Regions from separate parts of the Mus musculus genome. Here region 2 is linked to region 1. The links are chromatin contacts, called in public promoter capture Hi-C maps. All regions are on one chromosome and are shown on one strand. The core of a region is the stretch at or near the end of the contact, and the rest is flanking DNA. Distances in the headings are between cores, read along the strand shown. Region 1 overlaps Sdccag8 (serologically defined colon cancer antigen 8). Region 2 overlaps Cep170 (centrosomal protein 170).

The links. Capture Hi-C pulls out chosen DNA fragments and counts their contacts.
Region 2: a contact with region 1 is called in a promoter capture Hi-C map of adipose tissue. The contact joins two enhancer-like sites. A contact is called at or near these places in 1 of 484 Hi-C or Micro-C datasets (the G1E-ER4 cell line) and 2 of 9 other capture datasets (adipose tissue and pancreatic islet).

The regions. Positions count from the first base shown.
Region 1 is chr1:176,994,467-177,000,225 of GRCm38.p6, reverse strand. All of the region lies in intron 16 of Sdccag8 (serologically defined colon cancer antigen 8), which reads right to left. Among named protein-coding and RNA genes, the nearest start is that of Gm15423, 56 kb to the right of the region's middle. Within about 2 kb of position 3,370, at least 101 of the 459 cell types and tissues checked have an H3K27ac peak or open chromatin away from gene starts, as enhancers often do. A contact at or near this core is called in adipose tissue, where this site is marked.
Region 2 is chr1:176,798,317-176,804,075 of GRCm38.p6, reverse strand. The region is part of intron 1 of Cep170 (centrosomal protein 170); the gene reads left to right. Among named protein-coding and RNA genes, the nearest start is that of Cep170, 5.9 kb to the left of the region's middle. Within about 2 kb of position 2,920, at least 126 of the 459 cell types and tissues checked have an H3K27ac peak or open chromatin away from gene starts, as enhancers often do. A contact at or near this core is called in adipose tissue, where this site is marked.

The sequences.
Region 1 (5,759 bases), core at 2,121-4,620:
TGCTGTGGATCAAACCAGGACCCTCTGGGGGATCAGCCGGTGCTCTCACTGTAGAGCCACCTTCTCCAGGCCCTTTGCTTTTGTTCTCTCTTTAACCTTCTGTTCTTTAGTATATTGGCTGTGTAGCCCAGGCTGGTACTGAACTGGACTCAAGTGAGCTTCCTTCCTCAGTGTCCCATGTCACCCCTCCTGTCCTCTGCTCTACCATCCAGGATTCTTTTTTGAGCACACAGTGAATGGCACGCCCCACTGTCCTTTCCTCTTTGATGTTGCAGTGTTTCCTAAAGAGAAGTGAACCCTTACAGAACTGCTTACTGGCAACTACCTTACTCTATTATTGCTATAGATCACAAGTCTACCTAGAGTAACCACCAGTTTCCTTGCTGACCTAAAGCTATCATCTCTGCCTGCTACAGAAGAGAACCTCTGCACTGTCAGGCTGCCTTTCCAGTCTGGAGCACTTGGTGCTCAGTTTCACTTTGGTGAAGCTCTCCCAAGTTAAGCCAACACTAGTCTTAAAGGAAGGTATGCAGCTATCATGTGTGGGCTCTGCTTAGCCGCTGCCCCAGGGCTTGGAGGCACAGTGCCCTGTTTGAGGAAGATTCTCTTCTAATAAAGTCCTGCTGCTCTAGGGACCTCAGCCCTCATGGAGGGTGTCAAGTGAGGGCCTCCGCCATTTCCTTCCAACTGGACCATCCTTAGGGTGGCCAAATTGGTCACAGAGGTGTGATGGAGGAAGAGTGAGCCCACGGCAGCTAAGTAACCAGATTCAGTCACTACGGTGTACCTACTGGCACACATCTTAATTAGGTTTTAATGCTAGTAATTTGATAACAACTCCTGGCTATGGGCTAGAGAACCTGTCAGTGCTGAAAGCTTTTTATTTAGTTTCTCTTCCCTCTAACACTGAGGCAGCCTCCCCGCTGACCCTTGTCAAAGAACCCCATCTGCTGGTTGCCACGGTAACTGAAGGAGACCAATTGAGCTGAACAGAGCGACTCAGAAATAAAATCTGCAGCCAGAGGAATTCTGCTAAGAGTAATAAATCATTTAGTAAAGGGGGTCCTCCACATGGTGATGAGTGTTGGGATAATATGATGGCATAACTCTTCCAGCTAGAAGGTCCATGACAGATCAGAGTGATTAGACCGGCTGGAGGGCTCATTTGGTTTCTAGTGGGCTCAGGCATCGCAACAGACAGATCCGGCCCAGTTACATGCCACTGTGGGTGGGGGTGAGGGGTAAACTTAACACTTGGACCACAGAATGTTCTTATTTTAAGGAGTGGAAGGCAGCCAGCTGAGGCTCCACACACCTTACTCATTTTTCTTTAAGAACGTGTAAGTTAACCAACTTCCCAAGTGTCTCACCTCAGGTTATCCTCCGCAGCAGCATGTTCCCGCCTGAAGCACCTAAGAGGGCAGGCAATGTACCCTTAGAGGGCAGGGCTTTTTCTTGTTTTCTTTGCTTTGCTTTGCTTTTCTTTCCTTTTTTTTTTTTTTTTTTTTTTTTTTTTTTTTGGTTTTTTTGAGACAGGGTTTCTCTGTGTAGCCCTGGCTGTCCTGGAACTCACTCTGTAGACCAGGCTGGCCTCGAACTCAGAAATCCGCCTACCACCAAGTGTGACCGTGATGGTCTCAGAGGGGCCTAGGGGCTTTGCGCTCTAATTTTGTAAGGCTCCCCTGCACTGAATGATGGGCAGAAGATAAAGGGCCTTGTACCCAGTCCTAGGAGACAGAGGCCAAAGGAGCTGCATTTTCAAAACAAAAGTTCTGGGTTGTGCTAATCGCTAAGCATGTCCCCCTACCTGCCATTTCCTTGTTTGGTGTGGGCAGAGACACAAGGGTCCTGACAGCAGATCAGGACAGGAAGGCAACACCGCTGTACAGGCCGTGCACGGCGCCTTCTCACCCGGCCGGCCACTCCTCACTGGCTGCCCGGCACCATTTTGAGAGGTAATGGTCAGGGACTATGCGTACTCCCTGACCCCGAGAATACACTAACTCACCCTTGGAGATCATTTTCAGCCAAACCAAAGGTAGACTTTGATTTCTCCCTCTGGATGCTGCCAACAAACTGCTTCTGTCTTAGTTTTCAGAGAAGAGGAGCAGCTGTGCACTTAGATCCTGCACCGCCTGCTCTGAACCCAGGCCGCACCCCGCCCAGACAACAGCGACAGCCTCCAGTGCGGCTGGCCACCCCGTGCTGGGCAATTGTCCTCCTGCAGGTGCAGCCAGCCACAGGGCTCCGCATGGGCCACGGGGGCGCGCCCGCCTGTTCCGCCTCTGGATACCGGTGGCTTGGCCAGCACCCCCTGCCCACCATGAGAGGGCCGGCACCTGCAGGGGCCGGCTGGGTGCCTAGCATCTGGCTAGGGAGGCTCCACAGGGGCTCCCGGGGCCTCTGGACTTTGGCAGAAGGAGGGGATTAAAGCGAGCTGGCAGTTGAGGGAGGAGATGGGTGAAAGCTTCATTAACTCCATGCTCGCGGCCCAATTTCATTCTCCTGAGAAGCAATGTGAAAAACAGGTTGATTTCCCGGCGATGCAAGAGGTGCTGTGGGTTTGTATTTGCTGTCTTTAATTCTAATTCCTTATTGGTAAACAAATAAGTGAATCATTGTTTGTTGATGATCATGGACGACCCAATTTTTAATTAAAGAGAAAAAAATCTTGGCTAATAGAGAGGCCAAAGAAATATTACCGCTCGTTTTAATTTCTATGAAGTAATTAAGCTTCTCTTGTGACTTAATTGAAACTGGCAAGACTTAAGAACTCACTCAAAGAGGTGACAATCAAAAGGTGCTGGATGACCCCCCCCCCCAGCGGGTTTTCCGATCAACCCTCAAATGTGCCCTGGAAAACTGTACCCGTGAGTCCTTGAAAATATTTCCAGTGGGCATGCTTTATGCCCAGGCCTTCATTCTTGATTTTTGCCCCTCTACAAAGTTACACTTTAGAGTTTCACTTGTAAGCCCTACTTAGAAATTCCCCTCCAAATGCTTTGTCTGCTCGATCTCCTGAGCTGCCCTCATATTTCAGTTTCCAGACACTCTTGAACTTTGCAGACAGCGCCAGTTTGAGCCTGCACAGAACAATCAGCCAGCGTATCAGTTCCCCTCAGAGACAGTGAGATTTCTCTAGCACAATCTGCCCAACCTGAACTCCTTCCTTCAGAAACATTTTGCGTTTAGAAAGAAACTCGCAGCTGAGCCTCCTAAGAAGCGACATGTAACAGACAGTGCGTGTGGTGCGGGGCGGGCAGCTCGGAATGAAAAGAGAATTTTGTACTTGGTTTCTTCAGCGCCATGCTCATAATGTACACGTGGCCGAAACTGACATCAGACAGGGAAAGTAAGACGCTGGGGGGAGGGGCATGTGAGGGCGGTGGAAAGACAGAAAATATGTTGATAAAAACAGGAACTTCTGTTAATCTACATTTTCCAGTCACTGTCTTAATTAAGAATGTTAGGAAATATGTTACAGTTTAATTGCATTGTTTCAAGAAACTCAGAGGCTGACAAATTCCAGGCTGTGTACACTTGGAAAGAAAATGGGATCCGATTGACAGTTTCTTCTAATTGGCGAATAACAATCAGAATTAGGCTTTTCACAGATACAGGCCCCCAATGAATCCCAAATTCACAAGACAGAGTAAGAATATCCTAACCTTCAATGTGTTAGCAAAAAATGGGCTTGGGGAGGAAAAAAAAGAGAGAAGCTGGCGTGCTCAAGTGTGTAAGAGCACAATTTACAACACAAACACCAATAGTTATTTAAGATGTCCTTGTTAAGAATCTCCACAGGATTTCTAGATGACCCCATTTAACAAGAACAAAGCCAGAAACCATGCCAGTCTGCAGACACATGCCATCTCTAACCGCCTTTCTGCTACTCCAACCTAGTTACACAGGACCTGGCTTCCACCTTCTTTCTGCAGGAGGCTGTGTGTTGCTACAACAGACAAAGAAGAACGCACTGTGGCTGTTCCATGTTCTGAGGGAAGCTGTGCTAGACACACACCTCACATGGCTCTGGTTTTTCATGTTTTTATTATTTTAATGTGCATGTGTACATATGAGTATGATATGTGTGTGCACCTGTGTCTGTGTGTGTGTCTGTCTGTCTGCATGCATGCATGCATGCATGCGTGTGTAATATATGTGAAAATTCAGAAAACAACTTTATGGAGTTGGTTCTCTCCTTCTACCTTGATGGGTATCGAACTCAGAGCACCAGGCTTGCACGGTGAATAGCTTTATGTGCTGATCCAAGTGGTCAGCTCACTATGTCAATTCTACCCTTTCCTTGGTTCTGTGTGTGGGGAGGGCGTCCAGCTGGGGTCAGACATGATAGGCAAGGCATCAATATTCGGTATGCTCTGTTCCCACAGGGCTCAGAAAGGCCAGGAGCTGACTCACCAGTCACTCTCAGAGCTCTCAAAGGTTAATGAAGATTTGCTGAATGCTTCTCTCAGGTCAACCCACTGCTTCCTTGGTTGTTCTCAGCCATTCGACCTTCTATAAGCCAACTTTTGTCACATCTGAGCCTCAGAGTTAGCTATGAACTAACTTTTCCAGCCACTGGCGATTTTACTGCATGTACAAAGTCCTCTTCTCAGCAACAGAGCACAATGCTTGCCTTGCGATGGCCATGTACTGCCAGTACCCTAGGTCTCAGCGCTCAGTTTATGCTTATTCTGAACTATAAAATAGCATCTGAGCTCTCAGATGAGCCAGGGAATGGCAGGTATGGCCTAACAGTGCAGTGACTTCACTGGTAGAGACTGGAAGACCTACAACAGTGGGAGGGTATGCTCTCATGTGCTCACTATGGCCTCCACAGATTTGTCTATCTCCTGGGATCAGGATGGACACACAGGCCCCTGGGAGTTAGACAGCCTTCCTGCAAAAGGCATTTGTCAAGGCCCTGAGAACTGTAGGACTGAGCCTGGAGCCCTGCGGAGGACAGAGGAACAGCACACGGGAGCAGGGCTGCAACATGACTAATTAATTACCAAATTGGGGGCAGAGAGGAGAGTTCACAGGGGCCTAGAGCCCAGAGAACCCAGCCTTGTAATTAATAGTTGAAAAGTTCTAGTCAATTCTCAGAGTTCGAAGAACATTAAAAGAATACTTGATGCTGCGGGCAGGGAGGAAAGCAGCCGCCGCCCCAGGGCCAATTGCCTCTCCAGCAGCGGCAAGGCTGCTCCCCTGCTCTCAGGACCATTTGTTCCATTACACAATCTCCTGAAGCCATTTAGAGAGAGCTCAAACAACTGCCTGTACCAACGCGACACATGGCTCCCCATTCCGACTCTTTGCTAATCCAGACGCTCCAACCATCTTTCTTTAAGATGCCATATGGTTGGCAGAAGCCTGTAGATCTTCTAGCAGCACATCTGTTTCTGCCTTTCTCCTTCCCTCCATCCCCCAACAAAAGAGGGCTAGGAAGGCAGCCTGAGAGGAGGCTCACTGTGCCCCTGCCTGGCTGGAGGCTCCTCTTACTCACTCTGACACAACAAGGCTTTTAAGGGGATGACCAGGAATTATTTGGGACTCCACCATTTTTAACTGTGGGGCATGGCGATTTTCTTTTTTTTTTTTTCTTTTTTTGACCTATTGATGATTTTAAAACAAAATTTGAAAAATAAAACATAGAGTCTTGTCTCCCAAAAAATTGATTATTTTAAAACCACTTCTGAATGGCCTAGTGGGATTCTTTCAATGCAGTCTTCTACCAACGAGCCTCCTCCCTGGCT
Region 2 (5,759 bases), core at 1,671-4,170, 200 kb after region 1:
CCCACCTATAGGAAACAACTTTTGGGATAGCTCCCTGCTCCAGTTGTTTGGAACCCACAGGAAGTTGCATATCTACTACATATGTGTGTGTGGGGGGGTTAAGTACAGCCCATATATGCTCTTTTGGTTGGTGGTTCAGTCTCTGAGAGCCCCAAGGGTCCAGGTTAGTTGACTGTTGGTCTTCTGTGGAGTTCCTATCCCCTTCAGAGACTGCAGTCCTTCCTCCTGTTCTTCCATAAGAATCCCCAAGCTCCATCCACTGTTCAGCTGTGGGAATGTGCATCCATCTGAGTCAGCTGCTGGGGGGAGCCTCTCAGGGCAGCCAAACTAGGCTCCTGTCTACAAGCATAACAGAATATCATTAATAGTGTTAGGGATTGGTGATTGACCATGGGATGGGTCTCAAATTGGACAGGTTATTGGTTGGCTGTTCCCTCAGTCTCTGTTCCATCCCCCATCCCTACATTTCTTGTAGATGGGATAAATTTTGGGTCAAAAGTTTTGTGGGTGCATTGGTTCCTCCACTAGGGTTCCTGCATGGCTACAGGAGGAAGGCCACATCTCTTAATACAGTTGCATTGAGGATTAACAATCAACATGAATTTTGAAAGAAGTACTATATTAGTTACTTTTCTCCTTGTTGTGATTAAATACATACTAGAAAGAATCTGTAGAAAGGTTTTACTTTTTGGTTTTCTCCTTGGTTTTACACAGGGTATAGTTCTAGCATGGCAGGGAAGGCCTGGTAGCTGGAGGGCCTGCTCCATTGGTAACAGGGCGGTAGGGTCTGCCTGACTTCTTTAAAACTAGGCAGATTGGAGAGCAGAGAGCTGGACCATAAACAGGGCAAAACTATTCATCTCAAAAAGCCCATAAGTCTAGCCATCAAGGCTTGATGCCTCAAAAGCTTCATGAACTCCCCAAACAAGATTCAGACACATTAGGCTATTGGATGGCATTTAAGGTCCAAACCACAACAAATATCTTCATTTAAATCATACCATAGAGCCAAAGAAATTAAAGGATACTACATAGGCATGCTACATAGTGGTGTGTAGCGATTGAAGTAAGAAGGGTGGTGGTGGGTTGGACAGGAGGAAAGAAATGTAGAGTTGGAGAAATTCCATTTTTGGAAGGGAAACACATGTGTTTTATTGGAGTTAGGGTTGGCATATGAGTTCACCCAGGGAGTATATCATTTCCTAACAATAATTGTTCTTAAAATTACTAACATTTGGAGCTAAGGAAATAGCTCACTGATTTAAGCACTTACCAAGCAAATGTGAAGACCGGAGTTCAGATCCTAGAAACCCAACATACACACTGGATAGATATGGCAGTCTACTCATAATTCCAGCCCTGAGAGGTGAGATTGTCAAAACTAGCCATGTTGGTAAGCTCTAGGCTTAAATCCAAGACCCTGCTTCAATAAATACTGTGAAAGAGTAATTGAAGATGATTCCTAGCTCCGGCATCAGCTACCACGTGAATGTGCATTCGTGCATTTACATGACTCCACACACACATGCATACATTTTATCATCTTAAGCATTTAAGTCTAGTATATATACACAGTACTGTACAGCCAGCACCACTATTCATCCATAAAACTGAGATGAAGAACTACTAACCAGTAGCTGCTTCAGTGCTCCCATCTCCAGGTCCTAGCATCTACTTTCCTTAGTCACTATAATTTCTGCTATTGAAAGTACCTCATATAATTGAAGACACATAATGTTTATATTTCTGTGAATGGCTTATCTTAACATATTACCTTCAAGGTTGATCCATACTGTAGCAGGTGTCAGAATTCCCTTCTAACAATGAACAATATTATATTGTGTACCATATTTTAGTAATTCATCTGCCCATGAACACTTGTTTCCTATGTATTGACTATTGGTAGTAGTAATGATTTATCTATGTTAGCTGCTTTTCTGCCTCAAAATTGCTGAAGTTGTTATTCAAGTAAAATAATAGTTCCAAGTGTTTTATGCTGGTTGTGTTTGAGAATTATCCCCTTTGACAAAATCTCTGTATTTCACATTCTCAGAAATTATCACACATTGTACTGTTTTTATTGAATTCTTAGGAACCTTGTGGAGTCAGGTAATGATGACATAATTATCTTCAGGTAGAGAGCCAAAAGAGTAGAGTCTAGACTATAAAAGAACACAGGTGATTCAAAGGTTAGCTAAAGGATGAGAGTTCATTGTTTTCTAATTTACTAACTTAAATTTGCTGCTACCTTTATAAATGAAAGTACAAATCTCTTTATGCTCCTTTGATTGCAATAAATTATCATCTTATCCATATTGCCTGCTATGAATACAAAACACTTAACTGAGGTCATCCCTCATTTAAAAAGCATATGGTCTCTGTTTGTGGAGCTGCAGTAACTAGGGTAGCCACTAACCACCTGTTTAACAAGTTACTCAGTTCTACAAAGGAAAGCAAGTCACACTTTACATTTTTCATAAACTGGCAGAGAAATCTTGGTAAGAACTCTCAGTGCCTCAGCCATGCAAATGTGTAGCATTTTTCTGGTAGGACTATTGAGGACTTAATAAATGTGATTTTATGAAGGAAGTTTATTAAGTTGCTCCCTTTTCTCATTGAATTGAAGTTTTCTTTTGAAACTGTATAGTAAAGTTCGATAGAACATGAGGCTTCATACTTGGAATGCCATCTGGTTTGGGGTGGACAAATGCTAAGTTGTTATATTTGGTTTTGGTTCATATTTATTTTAACTGCTTTTAAAGAAGAGTTGTTGATTTATATGGCAGATAATAAAGGTAAAGTTAGGCATTTATTTCAAAATAATGAATATGAGAACAAAAGTGTTCCCTCCCTGCCCTCCCCCTCTCTTACAAGCATCTTCTTCCGCTGGATGTTCATGTGAGCATAGAGTCAGTACCTTGGCAGGAGTCCAAACCAGCACAGCTGCAGATTTAGGTTTTGTGAGGAACTGCACAAATGAGGGTGGGGATTAAAGAAAATGAAGTTTTCCCAAGAACAGCATTTTTCATTCTCTGTCCCAGATCAAGTTAATTATACAACAGAGTTGAAATTTTCAGTGTGTGTGTGTGTGTGTGTGTGTGTGTGTGTGTGTGTGTGTGTGTGTTACTTTCTCAGAGATGCTTCCTCTGACGGTCCATCTTAAAGTGTACCACCCTAAACTATTACATCACCCTTTTCTCTCTGCTTTATTTTTTTCCCTCTTCCACTGTCAGGGAAACTACAAGCTATTTGTTTATTTTAGCTTCTTTGAGATTAAATACTTTTTCTACCTTAATTCTCTACTTTCTTCCTAGTATCTGTAATATTTAAAACTTAAAAATGAAAATGGATTTTTATCAAATTCCTATAATGTTGGAGTATTCTTTGGAATTGATGTATAATATTTGTGTTCATTTCCAAGGAAATACAGGATTTTAAAGATAATATATTTATACTTATATATGTGTGTTTCACATATGAAGTTTTTAGAAAAACGTCTAATACATGGTTAATGGTTAATAAATTCTCTTATATACAGGATCACAGAAAATTATGTGCTTGCTTTTTCAAACCCCAGTGGCATTTTGTTTGATCCTTAGTCCATATGTGAAATGAAGCTATAGCTGTTTCTTTCATTTTCAAATTCAGAGCATCAAAATCAAAGACATTAATGTCAAGCATGCTAAGCATATCTTTGTTAGAGCCTGACATCAGTGCAGCGATGAATAAAGAATCTTTAATTTGTGTATTTAGTTATAGTTTTTCCTGTTTCTTTTAAATGCTTTCTATGATAGGGAAAAGCATGATACAAGTTATAAAGTCTTATGGGCTCATTCATGTAGCGGTTTATTACATTTGTTTAGTTTATGAATCTTACTGATGGTCAAAGGATAAATTTGAAAGGAGAAATTTATCACTTTATTGTTTTTTAACCAAGTCTCAGTCGTTCTGTTTAACCAATGAAGACTCAAGAGCTAGATGTGAGGGTGAAGGCCTGCTAACTCAGAGGCAAAGAGAACAGCTGACCTTCCTCCTCAGTTGACATCCCAGAAGGAATCCCCTCTCATTCCCTCCATCCTACTTCCTGTGTGTCTCTGTCCATCCTTCTGACTCCCCCTCACTCTGTTTTTCATTTCCGTTTTTATTATTTATTCACTTTACATCCTGATCACAGCCCTCTTTTCTTCTCAGTTCCATCCTCACATCTGTCTCCCCTTCTCAGAGAACACTGTACCTGTGTGTTACTTTCTCAGAGATGCTTCCTCTGACTGTCCATGGGTACCACCCTGCCCTGACCTCAAGTTGCAGCTGGTCTATGCACATCCTTTCCCCAGCTAGAGAAAGGGGATCCAAAGGCAGGCAACAGAGTCAGAGACAGCCCCTGCTCCAGTTGTTGGGGGACCCTCATGAAGACCAAGCTACACATCTACGAATATGTAGAGGGCCTAGGTCTAGCCTATGTATGCTCTTTGATTGGTGGTTTAGTCTGGGAACCCACAAGCCCAGGTTAGTTGACTCTGTAGGTCTTCTTATGGTGTCCTTGACCCCCCTTCCATTTCTCTCAACCCCTACCATACTCTTCCACAGGTCTCCCAGGGAGTGCTGCCTAATATTTGGCTGTAGGTCTCTGCATCTGTTTCCATCAGGTTCTGGATAAAGCCTTGCAGAAGACATGTACATATTCAATTCCTGTCAACTTGTTGTTTGCTCCACCTCTTGACCTATAGTTCACTTTATTTAATCCTGTTTACAATCTTCAAGCAGAAAGCCTTTGAATTAAAGGTGTGTGCTGAGGCTGAGCCATACCACAACTCAAAACAGGTTTCTCCAGTAAATAACACAATTTCAGGGTTCACAGTGTGATAACATATCCTGCAGCACTTTATTCCTCTTTGTTTAAAGTTTCACTTATTTTATTAGAAAAAACATACTCTGGAAACAGTTAGGCAGTGAGTCAAATCTTTAGAGGTCATTATCTCTCATACTTCCTGGTAACTTGAAAAAAAAAGAGTTGTCAAATGATATTTGATCATCAAATAAGGTTAGAGAAAAGCCCTTTCCACTCTGAAGAGTGATAGTCCTATTGTGAAGCCAGCTATTTATTTCTCTGCAATAGCAGAGATTATAGGGTAAGATGAACCTTATTCTGTGTAAAGCCATCTGGTGATGAATCAGCCAGCTGATTGCAGAGCATAAGGATGGACTATCCTTAACATGTGACCTAGTTCAAGTAATTCCATGCATTAATTATACACTAGGTATATAATGTAAGGAAGCAAGTTTTTTTGGCATGGATTATGCAATGCACTGTTTCCTAGTACTGTAGCAATGCCATTGTCTATCTCAAAACTCCATTATAATTTACATCCCTCAGATCCCTCTTGACATCAGTTCTCAGTTGAGTTACATGTAACTACAAGCAGCACTTCGAAAAATGTATGTTTAAAATAACAATACAGTTGGGTTTCCCTCTGGCATTTTCATACACACCTCTTTTTCTTTATCTTTTTTTTTTGTTTGGTTGGTTTTTTGTTTGTTTGTTTGTTTGTTTTTCGAGACAGGATTTCTCTGTGTAGACCTGGCTGTCCTGGAACTCACTCTGTAGACCAAGCTGACCTCGAACTCAGAAATCCGCCTGCCTCTGCCTCCCAAGTGCTGGGATTAAAGGCGTGCGCCACCACGCCCGGCTTTCTTTATCGTTCTTTACTTCCCTCCTCCACCCCTGCTCTTTCTTTATCTTTCTCTAACCATTAGATCCC